2 separate regions of the Danio rerio genome follow, and region 2 is linked to region 1. Evidence: chromatin contacts called from public Micro-C data. All regions are on one chromosome and are shown on one strand. Each heading gives the region's core, a stretch centred on a gene start, on an enhancer-like site or on the middle of the called end of the contact. The rest is flanking DNA. Distances are from core to core; before and after follow the strand shown. Region 1 overlaps ipo13b (importin 13b). Region 2 holds the start of ipo13b (importin 13b).

What was found. Hi-C and Micro-C count contacts between places; a contact is called where the count stands out from the background.
Region 2: a Micro-C map of caudal fin shows a contact between it and region 1, with 12 times the contacts expected there. The contact joins the promoter of ipo13b here to the enhancer-like site in region 1. A contact is called at or near these places in 3 of 18 Hi-C or Micro-C datasets (caudal fin, hematopoietic stem cells and an unstated tissue).

The regions. Positions count from the first base shown.
Region 1 is chr20:51,519,331-51,522,683 of GRCz12tu, reverse strand. All of the region lies in intron 11 of ipo13b (importin 13b), which reads left to right. Among named protein-coding and RNA genes, the nearest start is that of eva1aa, 48 kb to the right of the region's middle. Within about 2 kb of position 1,698, at least 13 of the 62 cell types and tissues checked have an H3K27ac peak or open chromatin away from gene starts, as enhancers often do. A contact at or near this core is called in caudal fin, where this site is marked.
Region 2 is chr20:51,595,822-51,599,174 of GRCz12tu, reverse strand. It overlaps ipo13b (importin 13b), which reads left to right and starts at 1,722. Exons shown (of 21, transcript XM_002665780.8): 1 at 1,722-2,104. The coding sequence starts at 2,057.

The sequences.
Region 1 (3,353 bases), core at 449-2,948:
ATATATAAACATCTAAAATATAGAATAAATGAAAAAATTATAGAACAAATAATATAGAATATTTAAAGAATATTAAATAAACAGAATATTATCAAAGAATTTAAAGATATTCAATATAGAATAAATATTATACAATATAAAATAATATTATATAAACATCTAAAATATTATAGAATAATTAAAAAGTAAAAAAATAAATAATGTAGAGTATACGAATAATATTAAATAAACAAAAAATGTACATATAATGTATTTTCTTCAGTATTAAAAAATGACTCATGTCATAATCAAAGTATATTATACTTATATTAAATATAGGATAAATGAAAAATATATAATATAGAATATATAAAGAGTATTATTAAGAATATTATCGAAGAATTCAAAGATATTTATTATAGAATAAATATTATAAAATATATAATAATATTATATAAACATTCAAATATTATAGAAAAATTTAAAAATTAAATAATAAATAATATAGAATATATAGACTATTAAATACACACAATATTATCGACAATCAACAATATTCTTTATAGAATAACTATTATAGAATATATAAAGAATATTAAATAAACATAGAATATTATAGAATAGTTAAAAATAATATAGAATATACAAATAATATTAAATAAACCTATTAAAATAATATTAAAATCAAACCTATTAAATAATATAGAATATACAATGAATAGAATTATATTATAGGAATAATATGATAATTATTCATGTTATTATAGTATTAATAGTATAGAATCATTTAAAAGTAAATGATAAATAATAATATATAAAGAATATTAAATAAATATATAGAATAGTATGGAATAAATAATATAAAATGTAAAATAGAATATTATAGAATAATTACAAATATTATAGAATAAATAATACAGAATATATAAAGAATATTAAATAAACACTTAGATATTAACACTTAACATTTGAATAGAATAATATTATAGGAATAATATTATAATGATTAAAATTATTATAGTATACATTTAGAATAATTTAAAACTATTTATAGAATAAATAATATACAATATATAAAGAATGTTAAACACAGAATATTACAAAATAATTCCAAAATGTCATAGAATAAATCATACAGAACATATAAAGAAAGTTATATAAACATCCAGAATATTATAGAATAATTCCAAAATATTCTAGAATAAATACCTCTAGAATATTATAAACGAATCAGCAAAATATTATAGAATAAATATTATAGATTATATAAAGAGTGAAGCTTAAGTTTATGAACGCATATTTTTATCTACAGACATTATCCATACCTCAAAATATACATACATTTTTTAAAGTCATTTTTTTGGAATAAAAATGTAAAATTTTACACAAAACACAGATTTCCAGCATCAAGACACCAGAATATCTCTGTGAGCTCATTTTTAACAATGCCTAAACACCCTGTCGACCATCCTAAGGACATGCCAAACATCAATAAAATAGATATTCCAGCATTTTCTTTAATTCAAAATGTTCAAAATGCAAAACAATCAAAACCCCGAGTTCCCTCTTATTTCCCACTCGGCTTCATACAGTATCTGGCCTCTCTCCATGTGCGGCATTTCTATTTTTGACTTTTGCTTTTTCATTCTCTTCCTCCCCGTCTGCTTGTTCCCAGAAAGACATTACATCAGCCTTAGTAAACAGCAGTGCTGCTCGGTGTTCATAGAGCGCCACCTGCTGCTGCTCAAACACACTGCATCGCCACGCTTAGAGAAAACTGATCAGAACACACAAAGCAAACAGGAACAAAGTGTACACTTCACATTTTCTTCATGAAATATTTTTAATAATAAAAAAAATCATGCTGATTTAATATCGACCGAGTCTGCGAGCTTGCGCTAGCGCTTTGTGGTGTAGGGCTTTTTTTCTTTTTTCATTAAAAAAGAAAATCAGTGCTATATTTAGATTTTTTTTGTAAATTTATACTCGTTTAGCTCAGAAATGTAAATCAGTGTCTATAAATGTGTTTATTAGAGCAAAATATACTAGACAAGAATGTATTAAAAATACATAAGAACAGATTTACAGTTGAAAGCAGAAGTTTGCATACACTGTATAAAAAGGCACTTGACCATTTTTTAAAAAAAAAGTCAGATGTTAATGTGTCTAAACTTTTTCTCTTTTAGGTAAGTTAGGATTATCAGATTTGTTTCTGTTCTGCTTAATAGCAGAATAATGAGAGAGATTTTTTGAGAAATTGTTATAACTTTTCTTGAAAGTCCAGTTTACATACAATAAGATCATTCTGCCTCTGAAAAAGCTCAGATGATGATGTCCAGGTTTTGGAAGTTTCTGATTGGCTAATTGACAACATTTAAGTTAACTGGAGGCACAACTGTAGAATAGTATTTAAGGTAAACCTCAAACACACTGCTTCCTTGTGTGACAACATGGGAAAATCAACAAGCCAGAATCAACAAAAAAGCCACATTTGCTAAATTACACTGGAAAAAGACTGATTTTTGGAGACATGACCTGTGGTCTGATGGAACTAAGATTGAACTGTTTGGCCATAATGACCAGTGTTACACTTGGAGGACAAAGGGGAAAGCTTTCAAGCCTAGGAGCACCATCCCAACTGTGAAGTATGTGGGCGGCAGCATCATGTTGTGAGGCTGTTTTGCTGCAGGAGGGACTGGTCCACTTCACAGCATAGACGGCATCATGAAGAAAGCACATTATGTAGAAATACTGAAGCAACATCTCAAGACATCAGCCAGGAAATTAAAACTTGGCCACAAATGGGTCTTACAAACAGACAATGAGCCTTTAAATTAGTTTAAATATGCTTTAAGGACAACAGAGTGAATGTTTTGGAGTGGCCATCACAAAGCCCTGATCTTAATCCTATAGAAATCTTTGGGAGTTAAAAAAGCTTATGCGAGCAAGACAGCCAACAAATCTGACTCAGTTACACTAATTCTGCAAGGAGGAATGGACCAAAATTCCTGCAAACTATTGTGAGAAGCTTGTGGAAGGATACCCAAAACATCTGACCAAAGTTGTACAATTTAATAGCAAAGCTAAAAAAATACCAAGGAAATGTTTGTAAACTTTTGACTGTCTAGAAAATAATAACAAAATTCTCAAAAAAAATATTTCATTATTCTGGCATTTAGCAAATGTTAATCACTTAGGTAATCCTAACCGACCTAAAATAGTAAATGTTTGGTATGATTTACCATTTACCATCATATTTACCATTTTTTTAAAAAATTATTATGTTAATTTTTTCTTTGAGTGTGTGTGAATTTCTGGTTTCAACTGTATGTATATGGGCTGTTTTGGTAAAGCAAGTCAGTAAACATTTTCCT
Region 2 (3,353 bases), core at 473-2,972, 76 kb before region 1:
CTGCAATCAATCCGCTCCAGGGTTCGTTTCAATCGTGCCGAGACCACCTCATTCAAGCGATCTCGGAGCGATTACTTTGGCGCGGAACAGAGCGCGATTGCCCTGTTCACATATGCCAAACAAACCGCGCTAACTGGGCAAACGAGATACGTTCCGAAACAAAAGTGTAGGTGTGAAAGCACCCTTAATCTGCCCTCTACGCATATGTACATCTTGTTTTTTGCGTGAATTACTTTAGAGTCTTATCTGACTCCATAGTTCTGTGTCAGTTAAATCAGTTGACTATTGAAATTCAAAATTTTAACCCAACTGGTTGAGTTATTAAATAAATACCAAAATAAATGTTAAAAATAACCTAACAAAGCACCAAATATTTATCTCAGCTGGTTGAGTTATTACTGAAGATTAAAAAATAACCCAACAAAGCACCAAATATTTTAAACTCAACCAGTGGGTGAAATAAATAACTCAACGTCTTTAAGAGTGCAGTAAATTCTAGTGTTTCTAAATTTTTGGACATTGACATGTACTTTCTGCAAACAAGCAGAGGAGACATGTGTTTTGATATTGTCCAATTTCCAATCAATTTTGGTCACTACTAAGTTCTCAAATATTTGATTCTGCAAGTACTCTGAATTGCTTTTGTCTAAAAAACATAATTTTTTTTATTATAATAACCCAAAAGATAAACCCCTGAGGTGACGCAGTGGAACAGTAGGTAGTGCTGTCGCCTCACAACAAGAAGGTTGCTGGTTCAAGCCTCGGCTGGGTCAATTGGCGTTTCTGTGTGGAGTTAGCATGTTCTCCTTGCATTCGCATGGGTTTCCTCCGGGTGCTCCCAGGGGTTCTGGATGCATACCTGGTGCATCCAATGCTTTTCAGTGGGCTCACCTAGCCCCACCCCTAACCCTACCCGTCAGAGTGACGTCACTCACTCTATTGCGTTCATTGAGTCTGACATTGCATCGCTGAGTGAAAAGCCTGATGCAAAAGGGCTAATGAATAAAAGGACTTAGCCGAAGTAAAATTAATGAATTAATGAAATAGGCAAACTTAATGAATGAATAAATGACTTTGGACACAGGTGAGACATTTGATTACTTTTTTCTTAGCAATTCCGTGAATTGTCTCAAAATACAAAGTAAAATACATTTCAATAGCAACCCAAACATTTTACACACGTATTGTTTAGGCTTAATAAATGGACTCTAAATGTATAATAACTGTAAGAGAACTCCATCTATTGCACACTCTCAGAAACCGAAATCCTTGCAAAACGTCCAAAGTACCACAAAGAGTCGCTGTGACATCGCAAATGAACGTTAGTGCTTAAAAACTACATTTCCCATAATGCAAAGCTAAGGACCATTTAGGATCACAAGGATGTAGCCTGATTATAAAGAACTTGCTAAAGTGCTACGAGATGCATTTTACATGAAATCAGCACACTTCTGAAGGTTTAAAACGTAAAGTAACAATCGGAAATCAAATCTGAGGCTCTTCAAAGGGACAACCAATCAATTAGATTAAACCACCATGCATAAATACAGTCAACAACACATTTATGATTAAAGTAATCACGTTTTTAACATTCACACACATAAATAGGCCTACATTTTAATTTAAAAATATGTACATTTTTTTAAAAATGTATGAATACTGTTATTTAATCTCTCTCCTTTTTAATGCAGGCAGATATGTGGGCAGCGTTTATTCGGTTCAGTCATACCGAAAAGAAGGGTAGAGGGAGGACGCGCGCACACCGGATCACCGGGAGCGGACCGGACAGAAACGTGCGGACACAGTTTTGTGACATATGATCATTTTCATCGGTCATCTGAGATATGAAGGGTTATTTTTTAAATCATGAGTGAAATATGAGAATGAGAGACATGAGATCGCGCGCACCGGCCTGATCGCGCGCGCCCGGCCGAATCAGATTCACCTCAGTGATATCATTCAGCGTTATCATCATATTTATATAATTCTAGAGGATTTCTACAAGACATTGTGTTCAAGAGAGCGAAAGGAGGTGTGTGTTATAAAAAACACGGAGATGGATTCGGACACAGCCGCAGACTTCACCGTGGAAAACGTGGAGAAGGTAAAACATGTGTTTATTATCTTTCATTTCAGTGTTGTGCTAAGGCTAATCACATCCAAAATAAAAGTTTGATTGGACATAACGTTAATGTATATGTGCGTGTATTGTATTTATTTATTATGTATATGATACACACACAAACATAGAAACAAAACCATCCCAAACATCTTTGTCACATGTATATTTGTACATGTATATATAATTTGTATCACACATATTAACTTTCTATGTAAATATAAACATTTGATATATAAATTTAAACATTGTTTTGTGTATTTATATATCCATAATAAATATGCACAGTACACACAGTAAATAAATTGTCAAAACAAACGTTTAGTTTGGATGCGATTAACCGCGATATGTAATACCTTTGTAACGTTACTCTTAGAAAAAATATCAAGTAGTGTTGACTTGAGTTGAATCTAAATTCATTAAAGTTTGCAAAATATGAAGTATCTATCAACCTATTTAGCTATCTATCAAATACTACACTACCATGAAGTTACAACTACAATGTGTTCAATCCCTAAGCTAGGATGGCATGCATGATTTATAGTTATATATGTTTATGTCTTTTATTGTTTGTAATCTAGAAAGTATTCATAGTGTTTAAATTTTTCCACATTTTTTTTGTCACAGTTTTTTTCCAAAATAGATTAAATTCATTTATTTCCTCAAACATCTGCACACAATACCCCATAATGACAATGTGAAAAAAGAGTTTTTGAAATTGTTGCAAATTTATAAATAATAAAGAAGCTGAAAAATCAGATGTACATCAGTATTCACAGCCTTTGCCATGAAGCTCTAAATTGAGCTCAGGTACATTCTGTTTCCACTGATCATTCTTGAGATGTTTTAGCAGCTGAATTGGAGTTTACCTGTGGTCAATTCAGTTGATTGGACATGATTTGAAAAGGCATACACCTGTCTATATAAGGTCCCAGGGTTGGCAGTGCATATCAAAGCACAAACCAAGCACGAAGACAAAGGAATTGTCTGTAGACCTCTGAGGCAGGATTGTCTCAAGGCACAAGGCTGGGGAAGGATACAGAAACATTTCTGCTGCTCTGAAAGTTCCAATGAGCACAGTAGCCTCCATCATGCGTAAGTGGAAGATATTTAACCACCAGGACTCTTCCTAGAGCTGGCCGGTCACCTAAGCTAAGTGATCAAAGGAGAAGGGCCTTAGTTAGGGAGGTGATCAATAACCCATTGCCTGGAATTTGCCAAAAGGCATCTGAAG